2 separate regions of the Mus musculus genome follow, and region 1 is linked to region 2. The links are chromatin contacts, called in public HiChIP or PLAC-seq maps. All regions are on one chromosome and are shown on one strand. Each heading gives the region's core, a stretch centred on a gene start, on an enhancer-like site or on the middle of the called end of the contact. The rest is flanking DNA. Distances are from core to core; before and after follow the strand shown. Region 1 overlaps D630045J12Rik (RIKEN cDNA D630045J12 gene). Region 2 has its middle 23 kb from the start of Gm33318.

The links. HiChIP or PLAC-seq counts read pairs in DNA pulled down with a chosen protein or histone mark.
Region 1: an H3K4me3 HiChIP or PLAC-seq map of craniofacial prominence shows a contact between it and region 2, with 6 times the contacts expected there. The contact joins two enhancer-like sites. A contact is called at or near these places in 1 of 15 datasets of contacts at CTCF or cohesin (pro-B cells), 19 of 484 Hi-C or Micro-C datasets (B cells, the HL-1 cell line, the MC3T3-E1 cell line and 10 more), 4 of 115 datasets of contacts at active chromatin or transcription factors (craniofacial prominence, embryonic stem cells, extraembryonic endoderm stem cells and 1 more) and 1 of 9 other capture datasets (embryonic stem cells).

What each region holds. Positions count from the first base shown.
Region 1 is chr6:38,162,572-38,167,041 of GRCm38.p6, reverse strand. The region is part of intron 10 of D630045J12Rik (RIKEN cDNA D630045J12 gene); the gene reads left to right. Among named protein-coding and RNA genes, the nearest start is that of Gm52858, 25 kb to the right of the region's middle. Within about 2 kb of position 1,256, at least 20 of the 459 cell types and tissues checked have an H3K27ac peak or open chromatin away from gene starts, as enhancers often do. A contact at or near this core is called in craniofacial prominence, where this site is marked.
Region 2 is chr6:37,462,991-37,467,531 of GRCm38.p6, reverse strand. No RefSeq gene overlaps it. Among named protein-coding and RNA genes, the nearest start is that of Gm33318, 23 kb to the right of the region's middle. Within about 2 kb of position 1,366, at least 60 of the 459 cell types and tissues checked have an H3K27ac peak or open chromatin away from gene starts, as enhancers often do. A contact at or near this core is called in craniofacial prominence, where this site is marked.

The DNA of each region.
Region 1 (4,470 bases), core at 7-2,506, 700 kb before region 2:
TGTGCAGATCTTTCCTACTTGGAAGGCTTGCTCTATTCTGAAAGTGATAAGATCAAGCAAATGACAGAAGAGCAAGAAATCAAAGATTGCCATGGTAACCTGATTTTATTCAGATGGTCTTTCAAAGAAAATCTCTCTTAGCCAGGCACAGAGGTGCTTGCAATCCCAGCACTTGGGAGGTAAAAGCAGGAAGATCAGGCTCAAAGCCAGCAGGGACAATATAGTGAGATGCTGTTTCCAAAAACAAAATGAAACAAAACTAAACAAAACAGGCTGTGGAGATTGCTCAGTGACTAAGAACTTGCCATGCAAGTGCAAGGATCAGAGTTCAGATCCCCCTGTGCCCACATAAGAACTGGGGAATCCTGGCTAATCCCAGAGCACCTGAGGTCAAAACAGGATCTCTGGGACAAGATGGCCAGTTAGACTACAGGAATCTGAATCTTCACTCTCTGGGCTCAAGGGGAACCAGCACATATCAACTCACATACATGTGAGCATGCATCCACCATACACCACACACATAACCCATCAAAATGGAAAAAGAAAACAAATACCATAAATATTACAGACCACAGCCTACGAAGTGAAAAAGTAGTAAAGAGTATTTTGTTCCCTTATGAATTAATCCTATGCAAAATCTTAATTATTTTACAAGCTTGTGGCTATCAAACATATGAGCAGTATTTTACACACAGACTCTCTTTCCCGTTTCTTATTTCCACAGTCTGCGAGCATCTAGAGTTGGTATTGTTACAGTAACAATTGATGTGAGGAAGGTGCAGCCTGTCTTGGTGCTCAGTGATTCACAGCATGAAATCGGGTCAACGATAGGGAGGGAATTGTTTTGTTCTGGAGAAAGAGGACTGAACAGGATACAGGGGACTGAACCCTGTGTGCTTAGGCCTTTTCTGTGCTCTGTTTCTGGGATACATACGCCTTGTGGCAGCCTTGCCCATCATAAACTATCAGAGGTCAGCATCTCCTGAAGTGAAGACAGGCTATCCCCAAGCTCTCTCCTCTCACTTCTGGGCTAGTTCCATGTGGCAGATGTTGCTATAAATCAAATGGATGGTTCCAAATAGAACTTGTAGCCTGTGGAGCTGCTCTTCTTCTTCTCCAGGGGCTGCAGGGTCTCTGTGTGCACACAGCCTTGTTGCAGCAAAGATCCGCATGGCAGAACCCCAAGGAGAAGGCTGCCTGCTCACACCGTCAGGAGGCGAGACCGTGTCTTATTTGCTGCTCTCTGTGCAGACACTCTGTACATGGGTCTGCAGTAGGAAGATGGCGACCTTCTCTTGGTTTAAAACAAACCTCTCCACTCTCTTCTGAGGCTACACAGCTGTGGTGACAGGTCTGTCGCTGCCCCCTGAGGTAATCAGCGAGGTGCTGTCCTCCTGTGACTCTAGGGTTCACCTCTCTGCTCCTGTGGCTTTCTCTCCCTATCCTGCTCAGCCCACCCCTGATGCTGCCCCGGGTTACTCTGTGAAATCCTCCAGCAAATCTCAGAGTTACAAACATCTGGAAAAAATAAATCTACTGACCTGCGCTTACCACCCCTTCCCTTGTAACGAAGAGACTGCTTCAGATTGTCTGGGGGTCCATGATTTTTTGAAATATGATAAGAGGGAGAGGCCAGTCTGTTTTAGGTTTCCAGGCAGGGCCTTTTCTTATTTCCAGTAATAAAGGGGGGAAACTCTAAGTATCTCTCCTTTATTTGTTTTTGCTTTAATCTCTATCCAAAGCTATCATTTGGTACTATGGATCCTTCTCACCATAAATGGCTGGATGCTGCCAGCCCCGTGGGAATGTGTTTCTCTGATGATCGGGATGGCCTATACCAGTTATTAGCATGGAATTGTAGCCCCTGGGTGGTTCACACCCTCAGTTGCTACTAAGGTTGGCACTGTGTACAGCCAGAAGGAGTTGCCCATGTCATGTTCATCCATTGTCCAGACTCCTAAATGCGCAGGCCAGACTAAATTACAAAAACAGACAGCAGGCATTCTCAGTCTTGTGGGGTGATAGTTTCAGAGAAAAAAGTCTCTCCCCGCCCCCCCATTGACCTCGAGTAGTACAGGCATATTGTATGTGGGCTGTGGCAGCTGCAGGCAGAGTGTGTGTGTGTGTGTGTGTGTGTGTGTGTGTGTGTGTGACTGCTGCCTTCTGAGAGGAGGCGACGCTTGGCTGGAAGAGACAGTATGGACCTCTATCTTAGTCACCAGTTCTCTTGTGAAAAGTGACACCATGACCAAGGAAGCTGGTACAAAAGAAGGCATTTAACTGGGGCCTCACTTACAGTTTCAGAGGTTAGTCCGTTATCATCATGGTGAGGAGAACGGTAACAGACAGGCAGACATGGTGCTAGAGAAGCAGCTGAGAGCTCTACATCCGAATCCACAGGCAGCACAGAGACTGGGCATGCTATGGGCTTTTGAAATCTCAAAGCTCCCCCACAGTGACACACTCTTCCAACAAGGCCACACCTCCCAATCCTTGTAATCCTTTCAAAGAGTCCCTGGTGACCAAGCATTCACATATATGAACTGATATAGGGGGCCATTCTTACGTAAACCACCACAACTTCGGAAGGGATGTGTACTGACTGGTTTTGAGTGTCAACTTTATACAAGCTGGAGTTATCACAGAGAAAGGAGCCTCCCTTGAGGAAATGCCTCCATGGGATCCAGCTGTGGGACATTTTCTCAATTAGTGATCAAGGAGGGAGGGCCCATTGTGGGTGGTGCCATCCCTGGGCTGGTAGTCTTGGGTTCTATAAGAGAGCAGGCTGAGCAAGCCAGGGGAAGCAAGCCAGTAATGAACATCCCTCCATGGCTTCTGCATCAGCTCCTGCTTCCTGACCTGCTTGAGTTCCAGTCCAGACTTCCCTTGGTGATGAACAGCAATGTGGAAGTGTAAGCTGAATAAACCCTTTCCTCCCCAACTTGCTTTTTGGTCATGATGTTTGTGCAGGAATAGAAACCCTGACTGGGTTGTAAGGAACTAAGTGGAGTTGGAGCAAGCTTGTAAGGAAGAGCATAGCCTAAACCATATAACAGAGGACGCTCTTAAGAGGCTTGTAGATGCATGTGAGATTGGAGCTGGGACACAGGCAGCCATGGCAGGGTCTGACGAGAGGAGCAGGCTGGACAGCTGTCCGCTTGCAGTGGTCACTCGGGAAGGCTCTGTGGGTGGTGGCTTAGGGGAAATGCAGTGCTCCTCCTAGCTCTAGACTCTGCTGAAACCTTCTGCATTCTTAGCACTCATGTCTCAGTCACCCCGGCTGCTACCCATGATTCAGGGTGGCCGCTGGGTACCAGAACCTTGGAGTGTTCTCCCACCTCAGAGACCACGGGGTCCTGGTGGCCACAGGGAGGACAAACAGGTGGCTATAACTCTGCCTTGTCTTCACTCTTTAAATGGAGACAACCTGATGGCTGTGGAGATTTTTCACCAATTGTTATCAGTCAAGTAATAAAATTCTACAACGGCACTCCCCACACCAGCATGGGTTCTTTGGGTCAGACTCTTTTGGGGTTTGCTGTATGGTTTCTATGGCCATCTTAACTGCCCTGTCCTTGGGGATCAGACAGGCCTGGGCACTTGGGGCTTCACTGCTGCGTTTTGTTCCATCTGGGTCTTGTTATATTTATGGCTCACATGTTTGAGAATTCATCACGTCTCTCTCTTGTTACTTGGCTGACCTGCTCGCCTACACCTCCCTGACTTGTCAGCAGTGCGTTCCCATGGGGCCCAGACAACTTGATTGTCCCTGGGATGATAGGTTGAGAAAAAGAAAGAACAAAAGGACCATCTTTCTTCAGAAATAACTGCTGTAATTTGAATATTAAAGACTCAAATTCACCATGATCTCTCTCCTATGAGAAACTGATTAAAGCCCATTTTCACGTGGAGGATGGGGATACAGTGCCAGCCTGGCTTTAGTCAAGATTTTATTTTTAAGGAACCGAAAAACTAGCTCCTAGTGCTTCAGAAAGCGACGTTCGGGGTATGTTAAGAGCCGTGAACTCCCCGTCGGGGGCGGGGCACTGCTTTATTGATCTTCTCTGTGTAGATGGCTTTTGTGTTGTGTTTAAGCACAGATGAGTTGCCCTGTTTTTATGGTGGTTGAAGGTGGTGACTTCCCCAGCCTGTGAGCTGGGCTCTCATGAGGATGTTTAAGGATGTGAGCTGAAATCGGCAGTGGGCCACAGGACTTGTGTCTTGGGGGTGAGTCTTGGTTTATCACCCTGGTAAGCTTGGTGTGTCACTGGGCCATCCTGTATTTCACTCAGGCTTTAGCTGTTTGTGGAGGGTCTACTGTGTGTCACGTTGCTATTCACAAAATACTTTATTTAAACTTCCGTACATAGCTGTAGCTGATGTCCTGAAGGATCCACTATTTATATTCATTACTTGGGATTTATTTCATCAACCAGTAGCAGTGAGAGGGCCACCAATCTCATTTGC
Region 2 (4,541 bases), core at 117-2,616:
TGCAATGGTGTCAGCGTTTGGAAGCTGATTATGGGATGGATCCCTGGATATGGCAGTCTCTAGATGGTCCATCCTTTCGTCTCAGCTCCAAACTTTGTCTCTGTAACTCCTTCCATGGGTGTTTTGTTCCCAATTCTAAGAAGGGGCAAAGTTTCTATAGCAAGTCCTGAAATTGGGTAGTGTTAGCCCTCTGACATCCATACTCTCCTTCAAATTGGTGTTGGCTATTTGAAGTTTTTCGCTTTCCATATAAATCTTAGAATTACTTTGTTGATTTTCAAACGATGACTTAAGACTTTGATTGGAATTGCATTGAATCCATAAGTGCAATTGGGTTTAATGATGTCTTTGCATTATTTCAGCTTTCTCCCGTGTACATGGAAATTATCTGTTTAGATCTTTTATTTCACATTTTCCTAAGGTAGATCATATATATGTATATCATATATATAAATCAGATATATAGTTTTGGTAGTCAAGTACATTGTCTTGCTCAGTACTGGCATGTAACTAGGCATGGTGATACATACTTTACAGTCCCAACATCCTGGAATCTGAGGCAAGAAAACTATGAGTTAAAGACTGAACTACATAGCAAGATTCTTGTCTTCTTGGTTGTAAGATAGCTTTTACCAACTGAGCCATGCGTCTAGTCCTACATAGCAGGATTCTTAAAAAATAAATGTAAGAAAGAAAAAAATGAAGGAGGGCCTTTGAGATGGCTTAACATGTAAAGGCACTTGCTGCTCCAGTCTGGTAACCTGAGTTTGATCCCAGTACCTATATAAAGGTGGAAGAAGAGAACTAACTCCAAATGTTGTCTTCTGATCCCCACAAATGTGCTGTTGTACATCTTCCGATCATGTATACATGCAGGAACACACAAACACACACACATGCATCATTATCATCCTCATTATCATAATAATAATATAATTTTTAAAAGATAGAAAGAATGGGTGAAGGGAGGGAAGGAAAGGGCAGATAGTTTTTTTTGTGAATCAATTTTTCTTTCCTCATATAACTGTTATAATTGCTTATCAGTTTTAAGAAACTTCTTGATCTTGTCTCTGTTTTTTATTCTTTCGTGTGTGGAGGTGATTGAGATAATTGTTTTCAAGTGATCAATCATCTTTGTATAACTAGAATAAATATCACTTAGCTGTGAATACTGGCTGATTTTGGGTGTCAACTTGACATAAGCTAGAGTCATCAGAGAGGCAGGAGCCTCAGTTGAGGAAATGCCTCTATGAGATTCAGCAGTAAGGCATTTTTGACACAGCAATAAAACCTCAACTAAGACACTGTGGTATGTCGGTTTTTAATGCATGGCGGGGCTGGGTAACATTTTGTTGAGAATTTATGTGACACACACTCTGGTCTGTAGAATTCCTTTCTGGTAATCTTGTTGTCTGATTTGCATTATGGTAATGCAGAGCTCCTCGTATAACTTAGGAAGTTTCCTTTCTGGCTCTGTTTAGGAGGCTGCAGAAAGCTGGTACAGTTTCTTCTTTGTTTGGTAGACGCCATCTGTTGAACATCTGGTCCTGTACTTTCTGTTTTAAAACTGTGTTCACTACCGATTCCATTTCTTTACCAGAGATAGACCTACTCATGTTTCTGCATGTGGGGATTGATCTAGGTTTTCAAATATGTAGGCACAGACTAGTCATAATAGCCTTCCTTCCTCCCTCCCCCTCCCCTCCTCCTCCCTTCCCTCCCGCTTTCCCTCCTTTCCCCTTCCCTTTCCTTTCCATTTTCCTTCCCTCCCATTTATCTTTCTCTTCTGTTCTTTCCTCCCTCTATTCTTCCCTCAGTCCTTCTGTCTGTCCCCTCCCTCCTTTCTTTTCTTCCTTGCAGTTCTGAAAACCAAACTCAGGGCTTTTCACATACTGTGTAAGTTCTCTACCACTGAGATACACTCAGTTTCTCTCTGTCTCTCTGTCTCTTTCTCAGTGTGTGTGTGTGCACACATGTGCCCATGTACATGGGAGGCAGAGTCTTTCTCTCTGGCCTGGAGTTCATCAACAGACTGGGAATCCCAGGACCTGCTTGCTTCTGCCTGCCCACTGTTGGGATAAGAGGCATTCACAACCCTGTGCCATCCTTCTTTGTGTTCTGGGCTCTGACTCAAGCCACCATGCTTGCATGCATGCACTTTACCAACAGAGCCATCTCTCCAGCCCTGGTTTTTAGTTTCTTAAAGTGAAACCTTAGATTGATTTTTGTCATCTTTCATATTTTCTTTGCATATATTTTGATGCTATATTTTCTTACTGTTGCTTTTACTGTATCCCCCATTTTTAAAAATAGGGTTTTTTTGTTTTGTTTTGTTTTGGTTTGGTTTGGTTTTTTGGTTTGGTTGTTTGGTTGGCTAGTTGGTTTTTTTATTGTTTTTGCTGCCATTGTTGCTTGAGACAGGGTGTCATTTAGATTAACCTTGAATTTATTATGTAGCTGAGACTGTCCTTGAATTTTTTTGTGTTTTTTGTTTGTTTGTTTTTGAGACAAGTTGTCTCTGTGTAACAGCCCTTGCTATTCTGGATATTCTAGAGCATGCTTTGTAGACCAGGCTGGCCTTGAACTCACAGAGATCCACCTGCATCTGCCTCCCAAGTGCTGGGATCACAGGCTTGTTCTGCTACCACCTGGCCTGTCCTTCAACTCTTGATTCTTCTACCTCCATCTCCTGAGTGCTGAGACTACAAGGAACCTACTGCAGAAGGCAGTTTCTCTGAGTAAAGCAGACAGCAGCACTAATCTATACACATAAATACAATTGTGCAGAAGACATCTGATGAGCACATCATATCCATTTAGGGAGGGAAAAGGACGCCTATACTATGGTCTCCGACCTTCTCAACCATGGACTTTTGACCAGGTTTATAGTACCAGATGCAGAGTGGACCCCAAACCTCTTAATAGCGTTCTCACGCCCGGCCAGGAAAGACGCAACAAACCAAAATCTTCTGCGGCAAAACTTTATTGCTTACATCTTTGGGAGCCAGGAGGGCAAGCGCCCAGCGCCCAGCCCCAAAAACGAAAGCCCCTTCAATTACATCTTTAGGAGCCAGAGCTCCGGCGCGCGCGCTCTATTGTTTACATCTTTAGGCAGCGAGCGAGCGCAGGGCGCGCAGAGCCAGAGAGATGCCAGCGAGAGAGAATGGCGGAAACCCCGTCCCCTTTTTTAGGAGAGTTATATTTCGCCTAGGACGCATCACTCCCTGATTGGCTGCAGCCCATGGCCGAGCTGACGTTCACGGGAAAGGTAGAGTACAAGTAGTCATAAAATACCCTTGGCTCATGCGCAGATTATTTGTTTACCACTTAGAACACAGGATGTCAGCGCCATCTTGTGACGGCGAATGTGGGGGCGGCTCCCAACACAAACCCAATCTGAAAGCAAGTGTATACCTCTTTAACTGTGAAGCCACTACTGTTCCACTGAACACATCTTGAGTGGCTGGTCATCATTGCTGCACACAGGCTCCATCTACAGTTGAGTAAGACCATTGACGACGCTTTCCTCTTGCAGTGGGTTCAGCTTTGTCTAGCATAGTTAGGGCTCTCCAGCAGGGAGGAGACTTCCAGCCCAGTTCTAGCTTAATTTCTCCATGCCCTGTCACCAGAACATTTGATGTCTTCAGGGATAAGGTCTTGCCAACAGCAGTTTTGGTTGCCCACCAGAACTAGAAGGGAACCAGCCCTCAGTTGTTGGGATACTTTTTGTTCTTGTTTTATTTGTTCCTTGAGAAGGTCTTGGTATATAGCTTTGGCTATCCTTGGCCTTAAACTGATTCTCCTGGCTCAACCTGCTCAGTACTAGGAAGGACTATGGGCAAGTATTACTATGCCCAGTTTGTATTAAGCAAATGTTGGTGAGTTATAGTTACCTCTCTTGTGACATCATTGACTCACATTTACTTAGAATTATGCCCTTTAATCTCAAGTATTTTATGGAGTTTCTCAGTTTTCCATTATTGTTTTCTAGTTTATTCCCATTTCCATTTGTGAGCTTTGTATAATTTTTATTTAAGTGCAGAAGTGCAGGCCTTTAATCCTAGCACTAAGGACACAGGTGAATAGATCTCTGAGTCTGAGGTTAGCCTATCTACATTCCAGGTTTCACACAAGCCACAGCCATGAAGTATGAGACCCTGTTTCAATTTTTTTTACTTATTTTTATCTGTGAGTGTTTATATATGAGTGTCTGCCTGAATGTTTCTACGTATGTATACCACATGCATGCCTGATGCCCACAAAGGCCAGAAGAGAATGTCAGAACTAGAACTGGAACTAGAGTTACAAGTGGTTGTGAGCCACTGTGTGGGTGCTGGAAAACTAGGCTAGAAAAAGCAGCCTCATGGTGGCATCTCTCCAGCCCTATTTAGGATATTTGAAGTGTGTTTGTGTGGTCCAGGGTATGAATTACAATGCTGATTGTTTTGGATGAGCTTGAAATAAATCTTTATTGTTGGATGTCATACTCTATAGGTACCAGTTGCATCCAGTTGGTTGACAGTGTTATTCAGTTCAACTGT